Linked DNA regions of Mus musculus: region 1 is linked to region 2. A link is a contact called in public HiChIP or PLAC-seq data. All regions are on one chromosome and are shown on one strand. Each heading gives the region's core, a stretch centred on a gene start, on an enhancer-like site or on the middle of the called end of the contact. The rest is flanking DNA. Distances are from core to core; before and after follow the strand shown.

What was found. HiChIP or PLAC-seq counts read pairs in DNA pulled down with a chosen protein or histone mark.
Region 1: a contact with region 2 is called in an H3K27ac HiChIP or PLAC-seq map of heart atrium, with 6 read pairs. The contact joins two enhancer-like sites. A contact is called at or near these places in 2 of 39 promoter capture datasets (cranial neural crest and hippocampal neurons), 6 of 484 Hi-C or Micro-C datasets (forebrain, muscle stem cells, nephron progenitors and 1 more), 7 of 115 datasets of contacts at active chromatin or transcription factors (the HPC-7 cell line, embryonic forebrain, embryonic midbrain and 4 more) and 2 of 9 other capture datasets (embryonic stem cells and liver).

What each region holds. Positions count from the first base shown.
Region 1 is chr13:46,569,571-46,573,632 of GRCm38.p6, forward strand. All of the region lies in intron 4 of Cap2 (CAP, adenylate cyclase-associated protein, 2 (yeast)), which reads left to right. Among named protein-coding and RNA genes, the nearest start is that of Cap2, 70 kb to the left of the region's middle. RefSeq lists an enhancer at 1,750-4,062. Within about 2 kb of position 1,886, at least 122 of the 459 cell types and tissues checked have an H3K27ac peak or open chromatin away from gene starts, as enhancers often do. A contact at or near this core is called in heart atrium, where this site is marked.
Region 2 is chr13:46,405,406-46,409,348 of GRCm38.p6, forward strand. No RefSeq gene overlaps it. Among named protein-coding and RNA genes, the nearest start is that of Rbm24, 11 kb to the right of the region's middle. Within about 2 kb of position 1,951, at least 7 of the 459 cell types and tissues checked have an H3K27ac peak or open chromatin away from gene starts, as enhancers often do. A contact at or near this core is called in heart atrium, where this site is marked.

The DNA of each region.
Region 1 (4,062 bases), core at 636-3,135, 160 kb after region 2:
GAGCTGTTTCGATGCAAACACTTCCTAGCTCCTTTCACACCATGTAGTTGAGTCCAGCCTCATTTGCCCGTGGTTCACCGGGGCCATGAGAAGTCACATAATTGCCCAATATTTCATAATGCCGAAGTAGTCATGTGGCTTTGATCTCAGAGCGTGTCTGGGGTAAATTACTTGGTGTTAGTGGCAGGTCTGGAAATTGTAAGGGAAAAAGCAAATGACTGAACAAGGCCAAACTCTGCAGTGTGTCTGAAGTTCATGCCCAGAAAGCGTCATGGCGTAGCTGCTGAGTCTTCTTGAAGGACTTAGCCATGATTAGCTTCATTAAGTTCTGCTGTCAGGGCCCATGACCAGACAGTAAATAAAATTAGGATAATTTTTGGTGTGTGTGGGGAGAAGGGAGAAGGGGGGACAGGGGGCATGTCTCAGTGATCATGCTAGGCAGGCTGTCTAGCCCCCAACACTGTGACAACAGGTACACAGCACCATAGCTGACTGCTTCCTGAGTGCTGGGAGGGGGTAGGGGAGTGGGGTGATGGGGGTGTGGGGAAATGGGGGGCTGGGGGGTTAGGGGGTAAGGGGTGGGGTGCTAGGGGGCCTGGGTGTGTGTCTGAGACCAGCTACTCTTGTAGAGCTGTTTCTATACAAACACTTCCTAGCTCCTTTCACACCATGTAGTTGAGTCCAGCCTCATTTGCCCGTGGTTCACCGGGGCCATGAGAAGTCACATAATTGCTCAATATTTCATAATGCCGAAGTAGTACATGTCAGGCACTTAACCAAATTAGCTGTCTGTCAGCCCATATTTTAATGGACTTCTAAATACATAATTTTTACATTTATTTTGAAAACATTTTTTAAAAAAAAAAAAGAAAAGAAAAACTGTAAGAAAAAAATTTTAAATGTAAAACCCTGTCCGTATCTTCTCTGCGCTATCCTGCTCAATTGTCTTCATTTCATAGTGTGGCCTGGATGGACCACTCTGAGGTGTAGCTACTCAGAATCTAACCAGTGGCTCCTTTTCAAATTGACACAAGATGCTCACTTCATGAATGCATTCCCTGTGTGACCAACTCAAAGGCACCCGAGGGCAGTAACGCATGCTTTAATTTCTGTAGAAACATGCAAACTAAAGCTAAATAATATATATATATACAACAGGTCAAAAATTTGTCTTCCTGATAGAAGGCTGGGTAATATTTGGTTTTGGTTTCGTTTGAACCAAGTTTCTTGCAGTGTATTCTCGGCTGCCCTGGTACTCACTATATATACCAGCTTAACTTCTAAGTCATGGCAATTCTCCTGCCTCGGCCTCCCCAGTGCTGGGATTACAGGCATGCATCACTGTGCCTGGCTTAGCAGCTTGGGTTTTGTAACCAATAGCCTTATGGGTAGTGTTCCATGTTGTAGACAGAGAAATAAGGAAAGGAAAGGTTGACTTTGCTTTTCCTATTAGTTTTGCTGCACACGGCGTGAAAAGGACCTAAACAATTGCACAGGGGCTCATGATTGAAGGCTGCCGCCCACATTGGCTAGAGATGCGGGCGAACGAAGACTAAAACGCCCTAGAAGGAAAAGAGACATGTCGGTTGTGTGATAGCATCAGGGTCTGCTGGAGTTGACAGCCCGAAGCTAAGCAGGCAGGACTGAATCCCAACAGGAAAGCTAATCGCTGGCTTATCAGGATGCGGGGAGGAGGCTGATCCAAAAGCGAGCAGGTGCTGACAGTCTCTACCCAGACTGTTTGCTTTAGCAGCATAAAGTGGTGACGAGCTGTGAGCGCTGACTGGGACTGGTAGCTTTATAGCTATTTGGAAGCTCAGGGCTGTGGAGGCAGAGAGGATTTGCTAAGATCCTGTCCTGCTGAACTGTCACTCAGGGTGGCTTTGTTGTTGTTTTCGATCTGATAAGGCGGCATGAGCTCATCTGCCTTTGTGTAAGACCTGAATCAGATAAAGAACGGCTGTCCAAAGGAAGTGAGGTGATTAGCACAAACTGCGGATCTGGGCGATTATCTGAGGGGTGAAGGGTTCAGGGAGAAAGAGGTTTTCCTTTGTTTCAACTATCTCACTCCAAGTTTGTTAGAATTTCAGACCGCAGTTGGTGATAAAGGCCAACCAAGGGATAAAACTGCATTTATTTGACTAAGATGATTTTTCGTTACCCTTTTTGTTTGTTTGATGTCAAGATAACTTTGAATTCTTTATAAAATAATTATCAGCTATTTACCATTCTTTACTGAAGAAGAAGAAGAAGAAGAAAAAAAAAAAAAGAAATGGCCTCTTGCGGGCCATCGTAGACCCGATTTAAAAATAAATAAATAAATAAATAAATAAATAAATCGGGAAGGTTACAAGACCACTCTCTTAAGACCTGAATCAAAAAAATCAGATTTTAAAAAGAAGTTGCTGACTCATTCACCAAAGCTTAGCTGCCCTGGAAGAGCCATTTCTTCAGATCTGCTTCTTGGCTCCTGCTTCAGCAAGCCATAACTGAAGTGGTCCTCTCTGGACAGAGCTTCCATCTTCTTACAACCCTGTGTCTGTGAACCCTGCCAACGAGGAGAAGGGAGTTCCAGCTGGCATTCCGATCTGGATCCGCCGTCATAAATTAGCTAGCCAGGGCACAGTCCGTTACTATTTATGGTCATGTTCTATATTTGTATGTGCTGGGGGATGAATCACATGACCAGACCACCATTTGCTATCGGTGTTGACGTATACCAGCCAGGGAGGGTCTCACCGGAGTTTTCCCCATACCATGCTTTTCGTCAGCTCTCAATGGAAAATGCAGCTCCTTTGAGTACTAAAGTTAAAAAAAAAAAATCATCCTGAATAAACTTTATATAATTGTCTTCCCAATGAGACAGACTGCTGTACATGCAGCAAGCTCATTGAGATGCACTCTGCCTTCCAGAGAGTTTCACAGATACGTTCTCAACGGTGCCAGGAGAATGGAGACCAAAATTCCTTTTACATGTTTTTTTTAACTTATTTCCTGACTTGGATGCTAGAGGCTCCTCATACCCATTTGTTTGGGGAAGAGAGAGAGAGAGAGAGAGAGAGAGAGAGAGAGAGAGAGAGAGAGAGAGAACATCTCAAACCGGTTGAGAGAGAATTTTTGACCGTGGACAGGGGCGAGAGAGAGAGAGAGAGAGAGAGAGAGAGAGAGAGAGAGCCTATTAATTAATTCTTTCCCTTTCTGTTCTGCACGGCTTTTCTCCCAGCATAGCTTAATATTTAGTTTCTGGTGACAAATGCCTCGAGAATGTCCCCCAGATTTGATACTTATTCCCTTTTGTAAACAATAGAGGAAAAAAATGTCTTTTGACAGATCTTATGAATTACTTGCGGTGGGAGTCATGCCTCGGTGTCTGGAATCACTTCTGAGATAGATGCTCCCGTAAGCAGTTCCTCTCCATCTCTGCAAGTCTCTGTTCAGACTCCAGCCCTCTTTAATCTTCAACCCAGCAAATTTCTTCTCTAAGCTTTTTTTTTTAAACAAACAGCTATTGGATGCTTGCTCTGACAGAGTCAGTGCCCTTGGCACTTGTACATCATTTATTATTTCATTTGTGCGATTATTGTTCTCTGTGAGAAAGGGATGTTGGTAGTGTGATTTTCACGGTCCATTCAGTCCCGTGTTTTGGACTGGTGAGATAGCTTAGCCAGGAAAGGCGCTTGCTGTGGGACCTGATGACCTGAGGTCTGTTCCTGGAAGGAGAGAACTGACTCAAGCAAGCTGTCCTCTGAAAACTTAGAGCACATGTGCACATGCCTGTGCACACATATGTGCACACCCCATCACCAGCACCCTCATTCACTAAGGAACATATTAGTGCCCTTTGTGTGTATGTTTATGTTGATGCATGTGTTTGTTTACATGCATGTGGGAACCAGAGGTTACCATAAACTCTCGTCCCCAGTTCCTCTCCACCTTATTTAGTCTGTGTATGGACTGAGTGTGCTGTGTGTTTGTGTGTGTGTGTGTGTGTGTGTGTGTGTGTGTGTGTGTGTGTGTGTGTTAGCATGTATAAGGGAGCATGTGTGCGTAAATGCACATGAA
Region 2 (3,943 bases), core at 701-3,200:
GAAACTGTAAGCCAGCCCCAATTAAATGTTTTCCTTTATATTAGTTGCCATGGTTATGGTGTGTCTTCACAGCAATAGAAACTCTAAGACAGGGCCCTAAAAAACAGTTTCAAAACCGTTGTATGGATCAGCAAAAAAAGTCTAACGAAAATTTAAAGCAATACTAATAAAGCTTTGTGTGGTGTGAGATACATTTAAAAATAGAATATGGGTACAATAAAGTGGTTAAAAAAAAACCAGAGAAGTCCAAGTTTCCTGCAATTAGAAGTAGTTTGGAATGCTTTGAGAATCCAATTTGTTATTGCTAAAACAGCAAGTAGAATAGATACAATTTTAAGGAAATGAAAACTGTTAGAGAGGAGATGATAGCACAAAAGGAAGAAAAAAACCAGGAGTCAGGCATAACAAACAGAAAAGATGCCAGTAGACGTCAATCTATCTGCATCAGTAATCAATTTAGACAAGTTAGACACTCTAAAACGCACATCAACAAATCTCAAGTTGGGTATCAAAAATAAGCAGATTTATAAAATGTTTCAGTAACTCTGAAGATAATTCAGTTTAAAATGAGAGTAGGAAAAAAAAAACCAGCAGCAGCAGCTAACTTAAAGCTTGCTTAGTTAATATTACATAAGATGAGTTTTAAAGCCAAAATACTTTTAAATGAGATATAGATGTCTCAAAGAGATCAAACCTAAAGGAAAGAATCATACATCTTATACCCTTACGAATACAGTTTTAGGGGCTGAAGCAATGACTCAGCGGTTAAGATCACTGGTTGCTCTCTCTGAGGACCCAAGTTCAGTTCCCAGCACCCACATGGCAGCTCAAAACTATGTGTAATTTCAGTTCCAGGGGATCCAACACCCTCACAAAGACATATATGCAGGCAAAACACCAATGCATGTGAAATAAAAGTAAATAAATATTTTTTAAAATTTTGAGTATTCTTAAAGAAACAAACAAATGATTTTAAATACAGTTTTAGCCAGGCATGGTGCCACAAACGTTCAATCATAGCATTTGATTAGTAGAGGCAGGAGGATCTCTGTAAGAGCCAACCTGATCTACACAATGAATTCTGGGTTAGCCAAAGCTAAGTAGTGAGACCCTGTCTCAAAGCAAACACACCCACAACTTCAAAACTCATAAAGAAAACATTACAGACGTAAAAAGAAACAGACACCTAAATTCCCAGTGGAAATTGTAAGAACTTGTTTTCAGTAACTTACAGATAAATAGGCAAAGAACATTTGTAACATTATTAAGTTGTAGAAGTTTGAGAAAACAAGCCTGGGTTAGTACATCTAGAGTGTTATATGGTTAAGTGTAGGGTGAATATGGTTGTCATGCCACATTAACTATTTAGTGAAATAAATTTCTGGGCAAAGCAGGTGGTAAAAACTACAATTTTGAAATGATGAAGGGATTAAAAATCAAAAGAAGTATTCCTGTTGTTGAAGTTGAGAAAGAAAGAAAGAGAGAGAGAGAGAGAGAAAGGAAGGAAGGAAGGAAGGAAGGAAGGAAGGAAGGAAGGAAGGAAGGAAGGAAGGAAGGAAGAAAGGAAGAAAGGAAGAAAGGAAGAAAGAAAGAAAGATCCTGAAAACAGAAAGCTAAGTAGAAAAATTCCAAGTGCTAGTAAATAAATAAGCATACTGGTTTCATAAGACAAATGGAATTTTGAAACGATTTGAAGATGAAAATAAATATAACACATCAAAACTTATTTCCAAGTTCAACTGTTTCTTTAAAAATTAACTATACAATCTCCTATCTATTACATAGTTGGTACATTTACCAAAAACTAACAAAAGCACATGGACACACTTTTGTGCATAAAACTCAATAGCAGATTTGGTGTGGGGTTGTTTGTTTTGTTTTGTTTTGGAGACAGCACCTCTCTCAGTAGCTCAGCTGCTCTGGAATTCACTCTGTAACCCAGGCTGACCTTGAACTAATGCCAATTCTCCTGCCTCAGACTCTCAAGTACAGAAACTGTAGGCTTGAGTCCTACTGTCTGTTTTCATTTTTTAAAATGAGAAGACTAGAAGTAAATCAAAGGATTTGGTGTGGCGATGGAGAAAGAAATTGTTCTATGAACAACACAAGGGAATTGGACTAAAAAAAAATCAAAATGTTACAAACTGCTAATGCAACATCTGTACGGAAAAGAATTAGGTAATAAAAAAAAAAGAGAGACATGGCCTACTATATTAAATCTAGAAATCAAACTAATCTATAGCCATAGCAAACAGATCAGTTTGGGACAGAGGGCAGCATTACAAAGAGATACAGGTTAGCCCTGGAAATCTTGGAAATGTCTGTGATGCTGACCGAGATAATACCTTTGAGTTCATACTCTTGCATGCATGCTCTCAAATTCATGATTAGGACTTCCCAGATTGCACGCTACAGATATGCACAGTTATGATAGATTGGGTTTTAATTTGCTCTCTCCTGATGTGAGCATCAGGACCAAAAGCAACTTGTGGAGGAACAAGCGTATTGTATCTTCAGCATTTTCGGTCCTTCATGAAGGCAAGTCAGGCCAGGAACTCAATGCAAGAACCCAGAGGCCGGAGCTAATGCTGAGATCATGGAGGAGTGCTGCTTACTGGCTTGCTCCTCGTGGTTTGCTCAGCTTGGTCTCTCATCCAACCCAATGCTAGATCAGGGTGTGAACATCAAAGGGAAGACCAGAATTGTGCTTTATTAGAATATGCAGGGCAGAATTCTCTCCATGGGAATGGAGGCTGGGCTGGGATGCAATGGGCTTGAGTGTTTTATAGGGCAAAAAAGGGAACACTTGGCATGAAAAAGTCAATCAGATCTCTTCCTTACAGTCTTGGCAGTAAATGTCAACAGAGGGTCTTATGACATGTTGTCTTTCATCTTAGGGGTTTCCCAGATCCTAACTGTTTACAGATGTTCTTATTACTAGGTTGACATTTTTGTCAGGTAGGTATTCTCAGCCATACGCTGAGTTGGGAGTTTCTCTGCTCACCTGACGCTTTTTGTTTTAGGTCATTAACCCTTCACCCTGAACTACCTTCCCAGGAGTGGTACCCCAACAGTGGGCTGGACTCTCCTATGTTCTCAATCATTAATCAAGAAAATGCCCCCACAGTCTTGCCCACAGTAAGCCAATCTGTTAGAGGCATTATCTCAACTGAGGTTCTCTCTTCCCAGATGGCTCTATATTCTGTCAAGGTCCCCCAAAACTCACCAGCACAGACTATAAATTTCTATCATATCAAAATATAGCTGCAAATTTTCTTAATAAACCTTTTGAAGTTGAGCTTTTCCAATGGAAGATTAATCAATGTCATTTTAGCCGTTTCTTCCTAAACCTCTCCAACACTAGACAGAATATTGTAGAGCTATGTGTAAGCACATTTGTGAGAAGACATTTCAACTTCTAAGCTTCAGAGGCCAAGGGTATAGTTTTGTTGTTGGTAGTGATGTTGTGAGTCAAGGTCTTATGTAGCCCAGGCTGGCCTCAAACTTGCTATACATCAATGTTGACCTTGAATGTCTCCACTCTCAACCTACTGGGTGCTGAGATTATAGGAATGAATCACCATAGCCAGTTTAGGGGGTGCTGGGATTGATCCCACAGCTTTGAGCACATTAGAAAAGTATTCTACCAACTGAGTAATGTCTATAAACCTATTTGGTTTTGTTATTAAAACAACAGCAACAACCAAAACCAATAGATGATGGGTTCCTATCAAGACCAGGAAAGGGAGCCCAGAAAGGCAGATAATATGATGCAGGTATATGCAGATTCCCCTACAGAGAATTGTAAGTTACACGGTGTATCTATACAGCGTCATACATTCTAAAGCTTAACAGAGGCTCACTGTCTTAGGGGGAAAAAAAAAACTCACAAGAGGTAAAACAAGTGTTGAGGGTCATTGAAATTTCAGTCTCACCTACACCC